Regions from separate parts of the Mus musculus genome. Here all the other regions are linked to region 3. Evidence: chromatin contacts called from public promoter capture Hi-C data. All regions are on one chromosome and are shown on one strand. Each heading gives the region's core, a stretch centred on a gene start, on an enhancer-like site or on the middle of the called end of the contact. The rest is flanking DNA. Distances are from core to core; before and after follow the strand shown.

Region 1 (2,742 bases), core at 33-2,532, 520 kb before region 3:
AGACTATTTCTCTGAGGACACCACCTTAATTCGAGTTCTTTGCGGGAGGGAATCTCACACTTGTCCTAAAGGAAAAAGTTACTGAACCAAAGTCCCTTAGAGAGGCCTGAGAGCTTCCTCTAAGGAAGGGCTCCATCGTATCTGCGACTCCTGGGGAATTCCCAATGCCAGTCACTTAGAGAAGATCTCAGGACTGCAAAAGAGTACTTTAACTTACTTAACTTAGAGCCCCTATCAAGTCCTCGGGGGAAGCCATGCCTCCACCACCAGGAAAGAATGTCAAGCCCAGCATCAAGACCTGGGTTTCTTGGACCAATCTCAAACATTTTCTTGCGCTCCTTCTCAGCCTGGTAGACTCACTCGCTGTTTCTGCCCAACAGCCCCTCACCTTCCAGCCCTTACCTGTTCTACAGTGGCGGGATCCATGGCCTCGATTCGCGCTGCGGCAGCTTCATACTCGTCTTCACTGTTGTAGCCCGCTCCGACCTCTTCACGTTCCGGACTGGCCCCGCCAACTGCGCCAACGCCGGGAGCTTGACGCCGCCGCTTGCTGTGCCCGGGCCCCGAGCAGCAGCCGCCCACGCCCACGGTACCACCCACGCCCACCACCACCCCTGCCGCGCCCACCCCCGCAGTTGTCGCACCAAGAGCGTCACCAGGACCGCCGCCGGGGCCACCGGGGCCCCCACAAGGAGGTGGAGAAGCCTGCTGTGGCCGAGGGCCCGCGACTGCGCCAGGCGGCACGGCCAGTGCCCAACGATGAAGAGCACCAGGCGGCCCCGGGAGCGGGCCCTGAGGTGGCGGCGAAGCCCGGGGACGGGCCCCCACGACGCCGGAGTCACGGTCGCGCTCTCCTCCGCCCACACCCGTGCCGCCGCCACCCACGCCTACACCCGCACCGCGCCGAGGCGCCGGGGGCAGCGGCCCGGGCGGCGGCGGTTCGTTGGCCGGGTCGGCGTCGGGAGGTGGCGGCTTCTTTTTGGGGAGAATAGTCATGGCGGCACCGCCAAGTACCCCACAGCAAAGCAAACGCGGAGAACGCCGGGAGAGAACCCGGATGAGGGGGCTACGGTCGTGCGCGAGGCACGACGGGAACAGCAAGGCCTGGATAAAGAGATCAGGACACCGGTTCGAGGACCGCAGACGGGACGCGGGTCACGCCCAGGAGGAGATCCCGGATGTGAAGTCCAGTGGGACGGTACGGAGACGGATTGGTCGCAGCCTTGTCTCCCTCCAAGGCCGGCCGAGCTCTCTGCTACCTGGTTCCGGGATTCGGCTTCAGAGGAAACACAACCAAAACAAGCACCGCTTCGCCCCGCCCCTCCGCAGGTTCCTCAACTACCGGGTGGGGCTTCCTGGTTGTGCGCATGCACAACAGGACGCAGCCCCGCCCCCTGCACGGAAGTACGTGGGCAAAAGGCTCGCCCGCCGGGACGACTGCAGACACCAGCCAATTGAAGAGGCGCGTAAAGCCTTGACGACACCCACTGGCCAATCCGGGTTGAGCGCTCGTTCTCAAGTCCTCCGCCTCGAATTTCAAAGTCGGCAGCCTTCTTCCCAGCTTCTCCTTTCGGCTCCCAGTCTATGCTTTACTTTCCCCGAGGTTTGAGCTCAGAGGCGTCGGCACTGTGCATAAACAGAGCGGTCTGTCTTACTATATACAGTAAGACTCGGCTCTCCAAGGATTCCATCTGGAACTCAGTTACACTCACTGGAAAACATCAACATTCCCAGAGCACAGCGTCCCCTCTGGCGTCACTTCCTGTTCCTCCCATCCGCCAACCCAAGAGGGTGGGTCCTACTTCACCCTGGCAACAGTCGTAATCTTGCGGTGATTAGTTCCACGAAGCTGTCCATCACTTCAGATGGGCCAACCGATAGACAGACGTGCACCGTACTGATAGTGTTTGGCGGAAAAACACGCCTTCTCTGTCACCTCCGCCCTCTTACCCTCACGTTCACCTCTAGCGTCTGTCTATTGCGCAGGCTCGGTACAGGCTTTTCACCCCCCCTACCACCAAAACAAAACAAAACAAAAGTTTACTCAGGAAAAGAGAATATTTACGAAACAAGACTGTCAGCAGCTAGTGTCACCCAGTGGTGTTGGCAAACTCCTTGATATTGAGCAGCTAAAACGCTAATACTATCTTGGCCCTTAATGTCTGAGTGTTTGGAACAAGTCAGTTCACACCCAATCTAGTCTCTATTTCTACTTCTCTATAGATTAGCGATAACTTTTCTTTCTTTCTTTTTTTTTTTTATTTAGTTTTTTCGAGAAAAGGTTTCTCTGTGTAGCCCTGGCTGTCCTGGAACTCACTCTGTAGACCAGGCTGGCTTCAACTCAGAGAGATCCTCTTGCCTCTGTCTCCTGAGTGCTGGGATTAAACCACCACCCAGCAGCAATAATTTCTATGTGGTAGAAATGAAAGCCAATAAATGGCCGGGTTCTGTGCATTGTACACAGTAAGTGCTATATAAGTTAGAACCTGTGGTAGTGCAGAAAAATCCTGGACGTTGATTCCTTATAAGGAAAACATCAGTTCTAGGCACACGTGGATCATTATGAACTATTGACTTTGTACAAATCATTGTCTCTTTTGAGATTACATAACAAAAGTGCAATATCAAAACTAGTATTATCATGGCTCTGGAGGCTCAGGCAGTAGGAGCAAGAGCTTAAAGCCAGGGGCTTGAGAAACGGCTCAGTAGTTAAGAGTATAGTTAAGAGTAAGATGGCTCAGT
Region 2 (2,741 bases), core at 115-2,614, 580 kb before region 3:
TCAACTACTCTACCACTGAGCCCCTATGACTGTTTCTGACAATACAGTATTCTCAGAGAGTTCTACGTGAAACTAGATTTGAAGAACAGAGTCCCTCAAATCCTAGAACCAGGAGCCAAAAACAAAATGGTTTTTGTTACTATCAAAAATCAGTAAGAGTTGTCATGTGCCTGGCAGGGGTGGTTCACGCCTTTAATCCCAGAACTTGGGGGGCAGAGGCAGGAGGATTTCTTAGTTCAAGACTACAGAGTGAGTTCCAGGACAGCCAGGGCTACACCACAGAGTAACCGTGTCTGGGAGGGGGGGGGGGGAGTTGTCGTGTCAGGCTTCAATAGTGTTAACTAGCAAACGTTATTTAAGTAAAATATAAACAGGGTGACTGACACTCGGTTCGACACAAAAAGCACGTCCAGAGAAACCCTTGTGTCCTTTTAAAACCTAAATCGGACAAATCAAAAGACCGTGCGGAAAAGCCAGGTGCCATCTGGCTTAGCCCACAGTGAGTTCACACATGCCCTATCCTATGTCAAAAGCCAGCCTGAGAAAAGCGACACGAAGAAACCCTGTGGATATTGGCTCCACGCCTCTCCTCCCTCACCGCCGGAATGGATCTGCCCAGCGTTTCTCTTTTGGCTCACAAAGGGGGTCTAGGAGAAGAGCCAGGGCAACAGTGCGATAGTTTGTCCCACACCGCACATACTGGGACACTCCACGGTGGCGGTTTTTTGACGAAGTCCGAGTGGGAGGGGCCATGCCGGATGCGCAGAGGCAGTGAAGTTTCCGAGCCTCCCGGGTCAGGGACTTGACACTGCAGCCCCTGCCTTCCCCGCCCGCCTCCCGTTGTCCGCCTGAGCGTCGCGCGGACTGTCCCGAAGCCTGTGCCCATCGCCGTACCAAGGTTCGCGAGCGTACTCCTCCATGGCGCCAGAGTCCGGCCTGGCGCAGTCGGTGGCGCGGGCGAGACACTCCCCCCGTCCCCCTCCCGCTCCGAAACGCCCACAAGCTCTGAGGCGCTGTACGTAGACCAAGGGAACAATTGGTTCTTCTCTGCTTACGTAAGGCCAACGGCGCGCTCTTATTGGCTAGCCAGAAGGGCCACATCCGTTCCATGTAAGCGTCGGATGCGACCAGTTAATTGCACCTGGGGAGAGTCGAGGAGCCTGTTGTGCTTTAAACCAAGAGCCCTTCGGTGTTGGTAAGCACTGTGCCAATGAGGGAGAGGAGGGTAAGGAGATAGACTTTGACTAATCGCACAGTTGTACTGGTAAGGCTGGGGTGTAAGCTTTCTTTTAAAGCTGGAGATGGCGTTGGCATTGTATCTCCCCCATCCTAGCGCCTTGGTTCCGCCCACCGTGCGGACTTTGAGGAACGTTGGGTGATCCCATTTCTGGGTTGCGGGTGTGTGGCACTTGGTCCCTTGGGTGATGGGTGGAGCCTTGGTCTAGAGAGGAACTGGGTCTTTGGTCCATCCGGTCTCCAGTGCCTGGGTCCGGAGAGTTCTGCTGATCCTAATTCTGGCCATATTGCTACATATCTCTTTTATCTTTTAGCACGCATTTTTGTTCTCTTCCAGCTACTGTTGCAGTTACGTAGGTGTGTGTGTGTGTGTGTGTGTGTGTGTGTGTGTGTGTGTGTGTGTGTGTGTGTGAACACACGCGTGGTTACTGGCTATCCAGATTGAAATGTTAATCAGATCTGCCCTTCAGTACTGTCTTGTCTGTTTCTAGGTCTGGTCAGCTACCCACTATGCCGCTTCCTGTTGCGCTGCAGACCCGCTTGGCGAAGAGGGGCATCCTCAAACATCTGGAGCCGGGTGAGAAAACTAAAAGCAGATGCATCTATCATGTGCCAGTGTTAATAGACGTTCTGCTGTTTATTCTATTCTTTATTCCCCCTTTTCTCCGCCCCCTCCCGCCCCTGTCGAACCTAGGTGTTTGCTAAGTAAGTGCTCTGCCATCTTCTGCCGTCCTAGTGTGCATCTTCCCCCGCCCCCTTGTACTGCTGGGGTTAGACCAGAGCTCTTGGATGCGCTCTATTGAAGTATATCTCCTTGACTGGCACCTTGGTTTTGATACTTGGTATCTTGCATGGCCTGGCAGGCATCTCGTTGTCAATATAATTTTTTCTGATATTCATTACTTCTTCGTGGTTGGTGGGTGCTGTGTGAAGTGTAAGGCTGGAGGGATAGCTTTAATTTAAGTCATGAATCAAGTGGACACGGTGGCAGGTACAAATATCTCAGGTACTAAGGAGGCTGAGCTACAAACATGGCTTGAGTCCAGGAGGTCAAGGCCAGACATGGCAATTTGGCAAGACCCAGTCTTCAAAAAATAAAAAACAAATAGACATAAGTATGGTGGCATTCATCTGTAGTCCCCAGCATGGCTGGGGCAGGTAAAAGGGATCACAGGAGACAGCCTGGTTTACATACTGAATTCTAGGCCAGATATACATGTGTCTGTGTGTGTATGTACACATGTATATATGTGTATATATATGTGTGTGTATCAGAAAATAAGTAAAATAAACCCATGACTGCATGGTATTTAACTAATTAATGTTTGAGACATGGTCTCATTCTGTACTTCTGGCAGGCCTGGGACCCATTCTGTATATCAGGCTGGCTTTGCATTCATCAAGATCTGCCTGTCTCCGCTTTCCTAATGCTAGGATTAAGGGTCCAAAAAGGCATCTGATCTATCCTGCAGTCTCCTATGTGCCAAATACAGTGACAGGATGCT
Region 3 (2,855 bases), core at 157-2,656:
AGCCACCAACATTCCTACAGAGATGGGAGAGGTGATATCCAGACTCTATTTCTTACTGAGATTCCATTGGTAGTTGATAGCTTCCCACCTGGGGAGAGAGAATTGCTCTTCTTTGAGGGTGTGACCTCTGGTAGGTTTTTCCTGGTCTGTCGAATGGTCCCACACTCTTGCAAATATGGGCAGCACTAACTGGATTTATTGGGTTACTAACACAAGAAATTTGAAATTATGAGGGGAGGTGTTGGGGGAAATATGGATTTCTTGGGGAGAATTGGAGGGAGCAAATGGAAGCGTATAAGATTATAGTTTATTGTATACTTGTATAAACTTCTCAAAGAAAAAAAAAGTCTACGGGTGTGGCACAGGTCTACAATCCCAGCGCTTGGGAGGCAGAAGCAGCTGAGTATCTGTGATCCCAAGGCCAGTTTAGTTTACATGGTGAGTTTCAGGCATCCAAGGCTAAATAGTGAGTCCCTGTTGCAAGAAAAAAAAATACTATTTACTACAGTGGATTTTGAATTTGAATACTTGGCTTCTAGGTAGATTACTTGTGTTGATGATGTGGATTCCAATCTTAGTTCTTGCAATAAATTAATAGCTGCACTCCATTTGTATAACCTGTTCATTCCTCACAAGGATAGGATAGTTCTTCTAATTATTCGGAATGGCTTTGGAGACAGAGAGACCTCAGTTGGAATCTGAGCTTTATTTTGTGTTTTGTTTGTCTGTTTTTGAGACAGCATCCTGCCTTCAAACTTACAATATAGCCTAGGATGACCTCGCATCGATTCTCCTGCCTTCAACCTCAAAGAATCGGGATTAGAAGTATATGTCACCTTGAGTTTTCGCTTGACAATGATTAAATTGGCAATAATACCTATAAGTAACTGCAGTATAGATTTCCCTGTGTTGGATTAAATTGGCCCCTGCAAGCACTACTGTATTTGATCACTATTCTTATTGCTACTACAGTGTGAGATTGGAAAAGCTATGTAACCTTTCTGAGCCTCTGTATTTTTATGAGGGAAAACGGATAATGACACACTCTTCATGAGTTCTTGTGAGCATTAAATGAAACGAATAAAGTATATTAGCCAGAACAATGCCTGGCATAAGGGAGGCTTAAATTTGTGGTCTGATGTCCGCTGTGGGCAAGATACTCAGGATAAACAGTTTGTTCTAAAGACAAAAGCAAAACCAAGGTAGGCAATCTGCAAACAATGAAACCGAAGGGAGCATTGCTTTTTTTTTCCCCCAAATGCAACTGACACGCCCCGCATTTGGGTTGGATCCGCCCAGTCCTCATTAAATATGGCTGCAAGCCCGACTACCCTATTGCGGTTGCGCATGCCGAAGCTCCTCCCAGCTGCTGCTTCTCGGTGGCGCTTTCCCCCCTGGCCGGCCCGAGGTGCCTGGAGCGGGCCCTCCGTGGCGCGCATGCGCAGACGCCGTCTTGGCAGAGCTAATACTCCAAGGCGCCTGTCACATGAGCCTCGCTCCCGCTCCGCTCCCCCTCCTCCCGGCTGGGCTGTGTGAATGAAGCTCTGCCGGCTACGTGGGGCGCTAGCTCTACTCGCCGTGTGGAACGCCAGAGCCGACTGAGCGCGCTGCCCACCGCCGGTGGACACGGGCTCCGCCGCGCCGGACCTCGGTGACAGGTAAAGGCAAATGGGCTTCCCTTCCCCAACAGGTCCTTCCCGGCTCACCGGCCGCCGGCCCACCCGAGGAGCCCCCCGGTACGGCGAGCAGGGAAGAACGCTCGCCTGCCACCGCGGTCCCCGGAGCTGGCGTTCCCTCTGCCCGGCCGCCACTGAAGGAGGTGGTGGACAGCCTGGTTCCTGCCAGAGCGGGGCGGCATCTCCTCGGCAGCCCAGCCCTGTTCTGGGGAGCAGGGTCCCCAGGCTGCCGATCGAAGTTTCCTTGCCAAGCGGCGCCAAGCCCACCCAGCTTTGAAAGCGGGGAGCTTGGCTGCCCGCGTCGCTTCTCCAGAGGACAGGGCTGGGGCGGCGTTCGCTGGGAAAGCGCAGCCGAGGCCAGGTTCGGCTTGCTCCTGCTTTGGACCCGCCACAGGTTTCTAGGGCTTCTTAGCGAAGTGCAGTCCAGACGGTCTGGGCGAAGAAGTTGGTGTGCGTTTTCGCCCTTTGCCGCCCAATGCGCTTAAGCTGCTGCTTCCAGAGGTTGGAGCCCCGCGCTCCAGCTCCTTTCCAAGTAATGGAAAGAAAGCTTTAGCTTTAGCTTAACTTTGACGTGCTTTTTACCTTTATGAACGTTTCAGAACAAATCAGTTGACTGAAGTTGGACGGGTGGCCCTGTGATAACGTCAGTGGAAGCTGCGCCGAGTAAATGAGGGGAAAGCCAGAAGGTGAAGCATTAAAAACCAGTGAGACTCCCCTTTACACATACTTCATAAATGTATTAGTAATTTCCCGGGTTGAATTTCAGAGCTGTTAAATTTCCCCTTGTTCCACGACGTGCTGATCAGTAAGTACTTCTTAACAGTAAAATAGGAGGGGGATGGGGAGTCGACTTAAACTGAGCCATGTTCCAGGTAAACTCATTGGAGCACTTTTCCCTGGTGAATTCATCCTTAGAGTTTAAGCTCTCTTTTTCTTGGATTTCAGGAGCCTCTCCTCATCCAAAGCCCAGTCTTTGTTGGAGTTTTGAGGACTGGCGCACACACGAACCCTTTTTGTTCTTTAAAGAAAAAGAGGTCATTAAAGAGGGCCAACACTATTCTCCAACTAGTATTAGCCTTAAGCGTTTGGGCTTTAGCTTTCCCACTTCAGAGTTGCACACGTTGGTTATGTAAAAATCAATGGAAGTAGGAATTCACCTCAGGACAAAAAGGTGAGGGC

The links. Promoter capture Hi-C pulls out the DNA fragments that hold promoters and counts their contacts. Capture Hi-C pulls out chosen DNA fragments and counts their contacts.
Region 1: a contact with region 3 is called in a promoter capture Hi-C map of pancreatic islet. The contact joins the promoter of Otud5 here to the promoter of Clcn5 in region 3. A contact is called at or near these places in 2 of 39 promoter capture datasets (the SN4741 cell line and pre-B cells), 1 of 484 Hi-C or Micro-C datasets (embryonic stem cells) and 1 of 9 other capture datasets (pancreatic islet).
Region 2: a contact with region 3 is called in a promoter capture Hi-C map of pre-B cells, with 4 times the contacts expected there. The contact joins the promoter of Pqbp1 here to the promoter of Clcn5 in region 3. A contact is called at or near these places in 3 of 39 promoter capture datasets (the 3T3-L1 cell line, pre-B cells and stem cell-derived epiblast-like cells) and 1 of 484 Hi-C or Micro-C datasets (the C2C12 cell line).

The regions. Positions count from the first base shown.
Region 1 is chrX:7,840,371-7,843,112 of GRCm38.p6, reverse strand. It overlaps Otud5 (OTU domain containing 5), which reads right to left and starts at 1,282. Exons shown (of 9, transcript NM_138604.3): 1 at 403-1,282. The coding sequence starts at 996.
Region 2 is chrX:7,897,623-7,900,363 of GRCm38.p6, reverse strand. It overlaps Pqbp1 (polyglutamine binding protein 1), which reads left to right and starts at 1,364. Exons shown (of 7, transcript NM_019478.4): 1 at 1,364-1,593; 2 at 1,728-1,813. The coding sequence starts at 1,747. It overlaps Timm17b (translocase of inner mitochondrial membrane 17b), which reads right to left and starts at 1,028. Exons shown (of 6, transcript NM_011591.5): 1 at 895-1,028. The coding sequence starts at 920.
Region 3 is chrX:7,317,909-7,320,763 of GRCm38.p6, reverse strand. It overlaps Clcn5 (chloride channel, voltage-sensitive 5), which reads left to right and starts at 1,406. Exons shown (of 14, transcript NM_001243762.1): 1 at 1,406-1,658.